Regions from separate parts of the Mus musculus genome. Here all the other regions are linked to region 1. A link is a contact called in public HiChIP or PLAC-seq data. All regions are on one chromosome and are shown on one strand. The core of a region is the stretch at or near the end of the contact, and the rest is flanking DNA. Distances in the headings are between cores, read along the strand shown. Region 1 holds the start of Tmf1 (TATA element modulatory factor 1). Region 2 overlaps Frmd4b (FERM domain containing 4B). Region 3 overlaps Frmd4b (FERM domain containing 4B).

What was found. HiChIP or PLAC-seq counts read pairs in DNA pulled down with a chosen protein or histone mark.
Region 2: a contact with region 1 is called in an H3K4me3 HiChIP or PLAC-seq map of the 230-238 cell line, with 14 read pairs. The contact joins the enhancer-like site here to the promoter of Tmf1 in region 1. A contact is called at or near these places in 3 of 39 promoter capture datasets (the C10 cell line and pre-B cells), 5 of 115 datasets of contacts at active chromatin or transcription factors (the 230-238 cell line, bone marrow-derived macrophages, microglia and 1 more) and 1 of 9 other capture datasets (adipose tissue).
Region 3: an H3K4me3 HiChIP or PLAC-seq map of the 230-238 cell line shows a contact between it and region 1, with 12 read pairs. The contact joins the enhancer-like site here to the promoter of Tmf1 in region 1. A contact is called at or near these places in 3 of 39 promoter capture datasets (the C10 cell line, the HPC-7 cell line and pre-B cells), 3 of 115 datasets of contacts at active chromatin or transcription factors (the 230-238 cell line, bone marrow-derived macrophages and pro-B cells) and 2 of 9 other capture datasets (adipose tissue and liver).

The regions. Positions count from the first base shown.
Region 1 is chr6:97,176,748-97,180,430 of GRCm38.p6, forward strand. Tmf1 (TATA element modulatory factor 1) reads right to left here and starts at 2,377. Exons shown (of 17, transcript NM_001081111.2): 1 at 2,135-2,377; 2 at 1-221. The coding sequence starts at 2,276.
Region 2 is chr6:97,437,863-97,441,485 of GRCm38.p6, forward strand. All of the region lies in intron 1 of Frmd4b (FERM domain containing 4B), which reads right to left. Among named protein-coding and RNA genes, the nearest start is that of Frmd4b, 48 kb to the right of the region's middle. Within about 2 kb of position 1,274, at least 82 of the 459 cell types and tissues checked have an H3K27ac peak or open chromatin away from gene starts, as enhancers often do. A contact at or near this core is called in the 230-238 cell line, adipose tissue, bone marrow-derived macrophages and 3 more, where this site is marked.
Region 3 is chr6:97,470,554-97,474,635 of GRCm38.p6, forward strand. The region is part of intron 1 of Frmd4b (FERM domain containing 4B); the gene reads right to left. Among named protein-coding and RNA genes, the nearest start is that of Frmd4b, 15 kb to the right of the region's middle. Within about 2 kb of position 2,813, at least 44 of the 459 cell types and tissues checked have an H3K27ac peak or open chromatin away from gene starts, as enhancers often do. A contact at or near this core is called in the 230-238 cell line, where this site is marked.

The sequences.
Region 1 (3,683 bases), core at 1,127-3,626:
TTTAGATGGAGGTTTTGATACCACTGGGCTCTTCTGAATGGTATGGGCATCCGACGGAGAGAGAAAGGCACTGAAGAAATTTTCAGATTCATCTACTACAGTCCTTCGAACTGGCTTTGTAATTGCTTGAGAGGCTGTTGGGGGACTCTGAGGTTCGCTGCTTGTTGAGTTCAATCCCCAGGTTGAAGTGTCCCATCCTCCACTCACAGGGGGACTTATTCCTTTGACAAAATAAATTAGTTCATTAAGTAAAGAATGTTAGCATTCGTATTTAAATCATCATCAGTCATCAAGTGGGAGCAAAGGGAATTTATGAACTGCACCCTGTAACTCGGAAAAGTTAGACTCTTTCCTTACAGCATCACTTTATTAGTTTCCAGGTTAACTTTGGGCGTTAAAGAATAAAACCAGTGTGGGCCAACCTATGAGAGTCTCAGGAACAAGTACAAGACCAGACTTGGTTTTGCCAGGCCAAAGCAAGTATGCTAGCCCCTCGGAATACATGCTTAAAGTAGTGATCAAGGCTGTACAGCCAGTGTGAAATCCCAGGCACATGGCTCATCTCACAAAGACAGTTCAAATCTTCACTAACAGGCACATGCAGTCACAGCACTATCCAGCCACACGCTCATTTTATTCTTGTAACATTATAAACTAAACAGACAGCAATGCTCAAAACTTAACCTGAGATAATAGAGACAGTCTTTTTCAAAAATCATAATTAAACTGATGAGAACAGTGAGTTCTAGTGAATGAATTCACTTTTATGTACTTAATGACCAGTCTGCAAGTTCCCCTCTCTTAAACCCCAAATTATTTTTTCCACATTTTTTAAGATAGCAAAATTACCAAAACTCTGCAATTAGAAGCTTATGGAAAGGGTACACAGACTTCCTGAGGAAGAAAAAAAAAAAAAAAACAACTCAAGAAGCCCTTTAATAAAATCTGCCTCTTAACGTGATTCCACAGCTATGAGGAATGAAGAGTGTTGGGGAAACTGAACTGGGAACAGAGTTTTACATTTATTTGTTCAGTGTGTGAAACCAGAAAACAAAGCTTAAGGCAAGATTAGGTCTTCGAGGTAGCTAATTAGCATCCTCACGGATACCAGGGTTTAACTTTGCCTCTTGAAAAATGTGGTACAAAATTATAGTAACCACACATCCACTTAAACTATTCCTATTCTTCAGACCCATGTTGTTTTGTAATCTAAAACACAACAGATGATCAATGAAAATAGCATTCAAGAAAGCATATTCCATTTCAGACAACCTGCCCTCTAAAATAAATTATACAGCACTATCCATGTCTCAGATTTCGCCCGGGGCGGGGGATAATGAGTATCTTTTTATTTGAAACATCTGATCTTAAGTTTAGTAACTCCAGCTCTGGGGTCCAACCACAAAAAGGCGAGCTTCCCAATAGCAAGGTGCCACAGAGAATGAAATAAGATCACGATATATCTACAGTCATACATAAACTACGTTATCAATGATTCAACTTAGGTCCCGAGTTTTCAACAATGTACATCTAAAACCAGAAACCACAGTTAACTTTCATCCAAAGGTTTGCCCCAGTGTCTGTTGCTACACACGAAAAGTGCTCCAGACTCCCTTAGACGTAAAGACACAAGCAACCGAATAATCCTGGAAAGAGTAATTTCAGTTCATCTGAAAGATCTGGTGCTGCAAAAAGGGCTACAGTTGGGAACTCTTGGAGCACAAATTCTCTTGGGACTCTGCCCCGTACAGACTGTGCCTCACCTGGAGAAAGTTATGCATTCTGAGTTTCGGTTAGCTCCTCTGTAGAACACGGGGTCTACCATCCCTGACTCGGGTTGTTTTGAGACGGTGAACTTTTTGTAAACAAAGTCTTTTGTGTTCCTTAAACGCTTCCCGCGGGGCTCCGGGACTGGGGATTTACAAGGCTCGGACCTAGGGCGCCAAGGCGGAAGACGCCTAGCAATTGGGGATCTGGGGCTGTGCTCCTGACTCTGTAGTCAGGGGCCTGGGGCCAGGACCAGAGCTCGAGCTGACACCTGAGGTCAGCAGGACCCGCACCGGGGCCGAGGCGTGCGGGACTGGGGTCCGACAGCAGGCAGGCAGGCAGGCGCGACACCCCGGGACCCGCTTACCCGGCTCGCCGTACGGGATGGCCTCGGCCCAGGCGCTCGGCTCCTCCTCCTGGATGTCCAGGACCCTGTCGATGGACTTCTGGGCCTGGGACAGGGCCTGCTTGGCGAAGCTGGACAACTGCGAGGCATTGAACCAGCTCATGGCCCCTCCTCAGCGCCGGCTCCGGCCGGCTCCGGCGGCCTCAGCGGCGGCCCCGGCCCCACCGCCTCCCGCGGCCGCGCGGCGCTGCGAGCCTTCCGCACAGCTGAGCCGGGCCCCGCCGCGCATGCGCCGCCCTTCCACGTACACAACCACCAGATCCGGGAGCCGAGTTCCGCCCAGACGGAAGGACGGAGGCGGTAGCGTGAAGCCACATCCGGGAGCGGAGCGGAGCCCTTAGTTACCAGCCGCCTCTGGGCTTCATGGCCGTTCTCAACTGAGGGACGCGATCTGCGCCGAGGCCCAGACCTCCGGGAGCGACCAGAGCCGCGTGTGCCTCGCTATAATCCCGGCGGCTAGGCCTCACACTTATTAATCTTGGTACTCAAAAAGTAGTTGGCCAGTTCTCGCCTGGCCTGGATGTCTATGCCTGACTTGATGGGCACGGTCCCCAGGTCCTGGAACATTAACAGATGAAACCACCTCCCTCTCAACCTAATTCTGTCATCTGAATGGCGTTCATCAGCACACTCCTATGTTAAGAGGTGGGGCTTTAAGGAACTTTCTGGGTCACGAGATGACTGTGACACCCACGGGAAAGAGATGAATGCCCTATTAAGAGGTGCCTACGCCCTCTCAAGCATAACATACCAAGGTCACGCCAGCCATGAACTAGAAATAGATGGCTCTCATCAGCTGTGCTCGTCTTGGACCTCCCAGTCACAAGAACAGTAAAAATCAAGTTTCTGTAGCCTATGAGCCAGCCACTTTATGGCAGTTTGTAACAGCGGTTTGGATGGGTTAAGCCACTTGGCAAGCAATAAAATATTAACCCATCAGTACATACTGTGCACACTGCCTAAAAGATACAGCTTGTATGCTCTCTTTCCCACACTTGGTCATGGGAGAAAATTTAAAGTCGATGGCCTTCCTTGTCCAGTCAGCAGCTGTTTGGTTTGGTTCTAATAATGCTAAAGAAAAATTTTCTACCAGCATTTAAAGGCTAAATTTAATTCAAGCATTAGCCCTTTGTGAAAAGAGACTCCTACCCTACACAAAGAACCACGGGTACTTAAGGAATGCCGAAGCTAGGAATGGGGTAAATCTTCCCCTGGGAAGGTTACACACTACCAAATGAGCAGCCCCGAAATCATCATACAGACTGAGGGTTGTACTAATTAATGCATTTGAGAACGCATATGTATACACACTTATATACTTAACAGTTAATAAAAGAGACTTAATTTGAGAGAGAGCAATAGAGGTCTATGAAAAAGTTTAGAGGGACGGAAGGGAAAGGGGAAATGTAATTTTATCCCCCAAAACATTCCCTAGGACTACCAGAACTACTAACAGGATGGCTTAAAATGACAGAAATGCTTTTGTGGTTTGGAGCCAGAAGTCTGAAGT
Region 2 (3,623 bases), core at 24-2,523, 260 kb after region 1:
TCCAGCTCTTGGTTTTTGTATGATTGTGACCATTCAGAGTTGAGCTTCTTAACTCTCAGACACACACAGAAAAGAAACTAACATATGCAGATAGATTATTTTTATCAAGTGTGTTTATTTACCTACTTGATAGGTATTTAATGTTTCTATTTATTATTTGAGAATATCATGCAACATAATTTGAACAATACTCTTTCCCTTCTCCCCACTCCTCCCACCAGATCCTCCCTTAAAATAATGTTTTTAAAGTGGAGTATTTGTTGTATATGGTACTGGCTTTCATAAGGTCGTTTTCATGCAAGCATATGATGCGCTTTGAGTGCATGCCCCTTCCCCATTTCCTTCCCTATCCACCCCCTCACTAGTTCACTTGGGTCCCTAGACTGTTTCGGTCTCACTTTCGGGCCACATAGACACACACAATTTTACACCATGATTCTTTGTATGTGAGAGTGTGGGTACATGTGCCCATGGGTGTTCGCAGAGGGAGGACAAGGGCTAAGCATAGTTCTTCAGGTGCTGTCCACCTTGGTTTTTTGAGACAGTCTCTCACTGTCCTGGAGTATCCAGGTTAGGCTAGGCTGCTGGGCCAGCAAGTCCAAAGGTTCCACCCATCTCTGTCTCCCTAGCCCTGGGATCACAAGTAAGGGTTGGCATACATGTTTTGTCCTGCTTGCTGTTGTTTTGTTTGAGACAGGGTCTCTCTGTGGAGTCCTTGCACTCACTATGTAGACCAGATTGTCCTTGAACTCACAGAGAACTACTAGTTTCTGTCTCTGTAGTACAGAGTGCTGGGATTAAAGGTGTGCATCATTATGCTCAGCCCATGCATGGCTTTTATATATATATATATATATATATATATATATATATATATATATATATATATATAAAGTGTTGTGGGGATCAAAGTCAGGCTCAAGTACGCTCCCCAGGCCTACCTACATCATGTACGTTTATCATGTACTGTGTTCTCACAAGCACCCCATGAAATAAACAGTTTCAACTTTCTCTTTTATGGTTGAAACTGGACCCTCAAGAGTTTGAGAATAACTCATTGAGTTCCCAACAGGTAATGAGAGGCTGAGTCAACTCAACCAGGGGCTCACCAGATGACAGGAAAGGGCCAAGGCTGGGGTTGTAACTGCACAGATGGAAGTGTGGTGGGAACCACATCTTCTCCCTGGAAATGGTCTGAAGGTGCTTCTGCAACCAGTCCCTCCCGAGGGCCCAGAGAACACTGTCGAGTTCATGGCCACAGAGTCCCTCGGGTTATTTCTGCAGTTACTTCCTCTTTCTTGAAGACCAGTGGTTAGGCAGTATTTTTAGACATTGTGGTACAGTATCAATGAGTCCAAAAAGGAAAAAAGAAAGAGAAGAAAAAGACGAGGAAGGCACAAATGCTGGAAACAGGAAAAGTCACCAACGTATAACCAGGGTGTAACCAAGATGCGCTGTGGCAGGTCTGCAGCACAGGTTAGCCGCCCTCCACAGTGGAGTTGGAGAAAGTGGAAATTCTGGCGTTGGGCTTATGTGAGAAGCAGACAGCCTGTGGTCTGGAAACTTATAATAGTTCTGCCAACGGTTTTCTCCTTTCCTGAGAAAAACAGCCAATAGGGAGAGGCGGGGGCAGAGCGGCTTTCAAGAATTTTAAAAAGTAACGACATGGGCTGTCCGGGGAAGGGCTTTTCCAGATGAATGGCTGTGCTTGTGATGAACAGACACGCAGGCCACCGCTTAGTGCCCGAATAACAAGCCCAGCAAGCCTGACTCTGAGCCTCTGCAGGGCAAACGGATTCTGTATGTCACAAGGAAACACAGATAAACCTTAGAGGTCCCCAAACCCTCTCAGCCCCTATTCTGAGCACCCGGCTCTGCATCCATTCCTCAACTCCATTCAAACCTCTGATTGGTGTCTATCAGTCTCTCTGCTCTTTGCAATCCATGTTCAAACACAGTCTAAAGAAGTCCTCAGGGGACTCACAATTAGTAAAAACGGACTGTGTTAGAACCAGAGTCCTGGCCTGTCTCAAATTAGTTGGTAGAAAATATACCAGGGACAAAGGATTTAGAAAAGTTTACCAAATTGTGAAAAGTTCAGTTCATTTGGGCTTTTGGAAAAAATAACCTTTCCCACCCCTTGCCTCATTTCTTTCCTGCTTGCGTGTTTGTACTGGAGATGGAACCCAGGGCCTTTCACTCACTAGGCTAGTGCACTCCCAGTCCACTACTGCCCCAGTCCACAGAAACTTGAATCTCAAGACCCAGGCCTCATATCGTCACAGAAGAAACACCCCTCTCAGCCTAGAAGCTACCAGCACGCAGTCATGAACATGTCTTGTCTTGTTGCTATGTAGGCTCTGATTTTAGCCGGGTTTGTGGAGTCCCTCTGAAGTTTTATCATGGAATTAAATGTTAGCGAAATGAAACAAAATAAAAGCTGGGCGACCACAGGTTAGGAGAAGACGAGACTAGTCTTCCCCTCTACAAACAAACAAACTAAATAAAATTATCAAGCAGCAGGGGAAGGACGGGAGCAGGAGCCCTTTTCGAGAGGCTGTGTGATGGGACCAATGACAGCAGTGCCTGAGAACGCAGTGACTGCCTCATGCAGGCCAAATAGTAACATTTAAAGCACACGTCTAACGTACTTTAAGAACATACATAAGAGCAACGAAATGCACAGGTTGCTTTAGGATGTGCCGTGTGATAGCAATTAAATCCCAGAAACTAAGATGTACACAGCCACCTCCAAGCCACAGCTTACTAAAATTCAACTTTTGAAGGATTTAAAAAAAACAAACAAACAACTTTCAAACGGTGATAGTCACACTTGCTGTCAGGGTGGCTTTGTGCTGGGCACAGAGCTTGGTAAACACAGGCCATCGCAACAGCGCAGATGTGTCTTAGCTGCATCTGTGGGTAGGCTCGCTGCTAAGCTTCTGACTCGGGAAAGCCCACTTCCACGTCAAATGGTCTGTCATTTATACAATTTCTATAGGGAAAGACTGTCTCTCATTCACTGGCTTTTTGTTTTGAGTCCTTTAAATGGTACCCAGCTCACTGTAGGTACCAGAAAACATGCAAGATAAACGGATGAATGAATGAATGAGTGAATGAATGAATGAACCCTATTTCTATCTCCGGCTCCTGGTCTGAGATTTTACCCTGTTCCACAGTACAAGTCACTCATTGCTTCCTTTGCCTGTTCCTTTGAATTTTTTTTTTTTTGTGGACCTGGGACTGCAGTTGGGTTGGTAGAATTCTTTCCTAACAGGCACAAAAGCCTGACTTTGGCACTCCCAGCAATGCATAAACCAGACGTAGCCCCACATGCTTACCACCCCAGGTGGGTAGGAGACTGGAAATTTAAGGCCATCCTTGGCTACACAGGGAGTTTGAAGCCAGTCTTGGCTACAAGAGACCTTGTCTCAAACACAAACAACCCCCAAAACAAAACAAACAAAAAAACCAACCAGATACAAAAACTTCTTGAATTGACTCATGAGATTCCTTAGCTATGGAACTGCCAGGTGCCAAACAGCTGTGCTGCCAGTGTCCCTCGGGATCTTCCCCTGGTAACCAAGGCAGCTGCGACCCGATGGCCTGGTGCAGGACAGTCA
Region 3 (4,082 bases), core at 1,563-4,062, 290 kb after region 1:
CCCAGGGGCTTGTGTGTGCTAGATGAGTAACTGTAACATTGAGACACATCCAACCCGTGTTCTGTTTGAAGTCGTATGCCATTATGGGTACACTGGCCTGGAATTCACCAGGTAGTCCAGGCTGACATCAAATTCCTGACCCTCCCATCCAAGTCTCCCAACTGCTGGGAGGACAGGTTTGCACCTGCACACCTTACTTGGCAACAGTATTTTGAGATCTTGCAGCCGCATACTGGAAGAGCACACTAGTCTCCAAGGGGTTGGTTAGCCGTGAACTCTGGGTAACAAACGGAGTAAGGAAAGAGGCACAGGGCTGAAAGCATGCTGTCTATCAGCCTTGGCTCCCACAAGATGTGTGACTATTGCTTAAAGGAAACAGATGATGCTCATATTAAGAAAGGTCTATCAGAACAGACTGGTGTCATATAGTTCTTGCACTTAAGGAAGCCACCCGTCACTGAGGAAGGCACTGTGCTGTGTGGCCCCATGCTGATTCCTCTCTTTTTCCTTGCAGGTCCCTCAGGTCTGTGACTGCCTATCTTGATCTCACACAGGGGTGGGCTAAAGGTCAACCCAACCGCCATGCTGTGTGTTTAGTCGCTGGCTCTCTGCCTGGGCACCTGAAATTCAGTCATCATTATGTTCCAGGTTCACAGACAAGTAGATCAGCCAAGCTGGTAGGGGGTTCAGCACCCCACAAGTCCTCTGCTCTTCTTCTTCTTCTTATATCTTCTTATTTCCCCCACCCTACATATGCTTTAAACAGTGGACGTGGATGTCCCTCACCAAATTGTCACTTTGCCGAACTTCTGTGAATTTGATTAGGCGTTTCCTGAAGAATATCCCTGCAATGGACTCTAACCACTTTGGTGGTAGATTATTTCAGTTGGGCTATAAGTTTAGAAGTGATGTTGACCAAGGATAAGGAGGCAACCTTTATGCACAGTGATGGCCTCGGCACATGGGTTTACACATGTACCTGTCTGTATATGATGGTTGATCCTGACTGTCAGCTCGACTGCATAGAGAAGAACCTAGGAGACTGGTGAGGTATATGCCAGTGTGTGTGTGTGTGTGTGTGTGTGTGTGTGTGTGTGTAAGGGCATTTCCAGAGAGGCTTTGCTCAAGGGGGAAGACCAATGATAAATGTAGGAGGCAGTATCCAGAGGCTGGGGGCCCAGAGTAAAATCCACAGGGAAAAGGAGACAAAGTAAGACAATACACAATGAAATATGATTTATTTAAAATATACATTATCCAGGTTATAGTGTGGCAAACCTTTGCTGTTATTTATATGATCTTGAAAAAAAAAATCACACTGGAAGGACCAACTAAGAGACAAAGGCCACTGTCCAGACTCCAGAAATAGCCTCTCAAAATATTGGCTTCTGAAGTTTATTAAAGAAAGGTGCCTTCATATATATATATATATTTCCAAAAAGAATTTAACAGCCAACTCTTATGAGCTTGGCTGGACCTATTTTTGACATCGTTGCCTTGAAAGTTTAATATATACAAACCCTACAGGAGAAAGTGCCCATGAATATCACAGGAGGTCAAGGCTAAGAATCCAGAGAGCACTGGAATTAGCTTATTTATTAAAAATAAAGTATTCCTCTCTTTAGTAAATATTTGCAAAACACCTAACACTTTATTTTTTCCTGAGATTATGATTCTGTGATTATTTGAGGTTGATGATTTAACAGTAACTTCTGGGGTTGGAGTCTCTTTATACTCTCTGTGTTTGCAGAATTAGAAAACACCTGCACACAGCCAAGAGGAAGGCAAAGCACGTTTTAAGTTAAACACTAAGAAAGACCGGGAATGAAAGGGTTGGGAGTGGGAGAGAGACTGAGACACAGAGAGACACACAGGGACAGAGAAATAGGGAAAGAGGGAGACACACTTTTGCTTTTTACTCCTAAGAAACCCAAGAAAATCAAACAAAAACAGGTCCTACTACCTTAAACTTTAGTGGATAAGAATGGGGAGAAGAGGGGCTGATGGATAAGCAATGCCTGGCAAATGGTAAAAGGCATCAAGAAAGAAAGTGAATGGAGCTGTCAACATCTGCCAGGAAAAGCAGGATACCTTCCAGAGCCCAACCACAGGCCCTGGCAGGAAATGGCAATCACTTGGCATGCAGTGAGGGCTGCAGGGGTGCCAGCCTCTCACCTTGGGGTGGGCACAGAGGCTTCTGGTCATGGGTAAGTTTCAAAACGGCCCCTGGGTGTGTCTGCTTTCCTGTCCACTCTGTCCCTAACACATACCTCTCATGAGATGATCCTCAGACGAGCCACACAAGTGTACTCTGTAGCACTTTGCGCTGACTCATTGTTTTCAATAAGGAAAGAGTTTACACACACATGCAAATATCAATCCAGAAGGCATTTTTCCAGAATGAGCCTTCCATAGTTTTCCAAAATACAAGCAACGCCCCCTCCACCAGACAGAGCTGCAGGAACTCTGCTGGAGCTGTTCATCACAAACACCTCCTACCTGCTCCACCCCAGAGCCACCAATGTGTTCAGCAAGCACACCCACAGGCTTATCAGACAATTACTTCCTGGAGCTCACACCAGGAGTGAGCACTGTTCCAGAGGACAGCAAGGTTGTAGTCCCTCCCTCCCTCCCACTAGTGTCCAGCCTGGAAGGTACAAATGAGCACATCTGTAGACTCATAAAGACAGAGATGCTAACAGTCATGGAGAAAAATATTGTGGGTATGAGAATGTCAATAGCAACGGGTTGTATTCTGGGTAGAGGACATCTAAAGATAACCCTGCAGGAAATGAAGGCAGAAGAGCATTGTGCACTGCTGTAGGGGGGTGAGATGGGGGGATTGAGGTTGTAGGAAGAGAACACTACACAGAGTGAAGGCTTGGACGTTGTACTGGGGATGGCAAGACAGTATCACTGAGAGGCAGATGGGACAGCATTAGGGATAAGACTCAGAGGTGGGTGTGTTGGCTGGGCCTTGGGTGGAGTTGGGAAGACCACCATGGAGGTACTCATCATAGGAGTCCTTGTGGGATAATAAAGGTAAAACTATTTCTTAGTGTCCCAACGTGGCTGGGATGACGGCTGGGCAGGACAGTGGCTTGTTCTGAACTACTCTGAAATGGCCTCTCTGGTGGCAAGGTTGGGAACAGGCTATAGGGAGAGACTGCCAGGAGAGACCCATCAGGAAGGTGCTGCACAGGTCCAGCTGAGACAGGAAGGGGTGAGAAGGGAAGCTGGCACAGAGCAGTGGGGTTGAAGGTGGAGAAAATTGATGTTCACTGTGAAGGCGGAGCCAGGTAGGTATGTGGTGGGACTGTGGAAGAGAAAGTTCCGCTGGGAGGATGTGGCTGCCATCTTCTACAGGGGAGCGGGTGTAGGGGAAGAGACCAGGCGCTACAATGTGGGTAGCAAGTTTAAGATAAAAAGTCAGTGAAAGAGTGCAAGCAGCTCAAAATACACCCAAATTTTATCAGAAAAGGCAAACCAACTAGAAAGCAAGCTCTGTGAGGGCAGGCACTTTTCCTCACTGTGTGTCCACAGTTTAGACTCCAGTTGAGGTGTAGTGGGTTCTTGGTAAATATTTGCTGAATTAAGGAAAATGTAATTTCTACACTGTGTGTGTATGTGTGCATGCATATCTGAATACACATGTGGAAGGCAGAAAACATGGCCAGCTGTTATTCCCAGATACTGCCCATGTTGTTGTGCTAAGACAGGGTCTCTCATTGGCCTGGACTTGCTAAGTAGGCTAGGCTGGCTGGCCAATGAGCATCAGTGATATGCTTGTGTCTACCTCCCCAGTTCTGGGATTATACTCTATGCCTGCCTTGCTGCTGCTGTTGCTATTTTGTTTCAATGTAGGTTCTGGAGCCCCAACTCAGGTGCTGGAGCCTCCGCTTGTGCCTTCAAGGTGAACACTTCACTGACTAAGCCACCTCATCAACCCCCATAGTCTACACTTTCAATGGCTTCCCATCACACTGGGTGAACATTCTAAAACAGCCGGGGATCCTGCTGTCTCCTTCCTATGCTATGTGGGTTCCAAGGACCAAACTCAGGTCACCAGGTTTATACAGCTT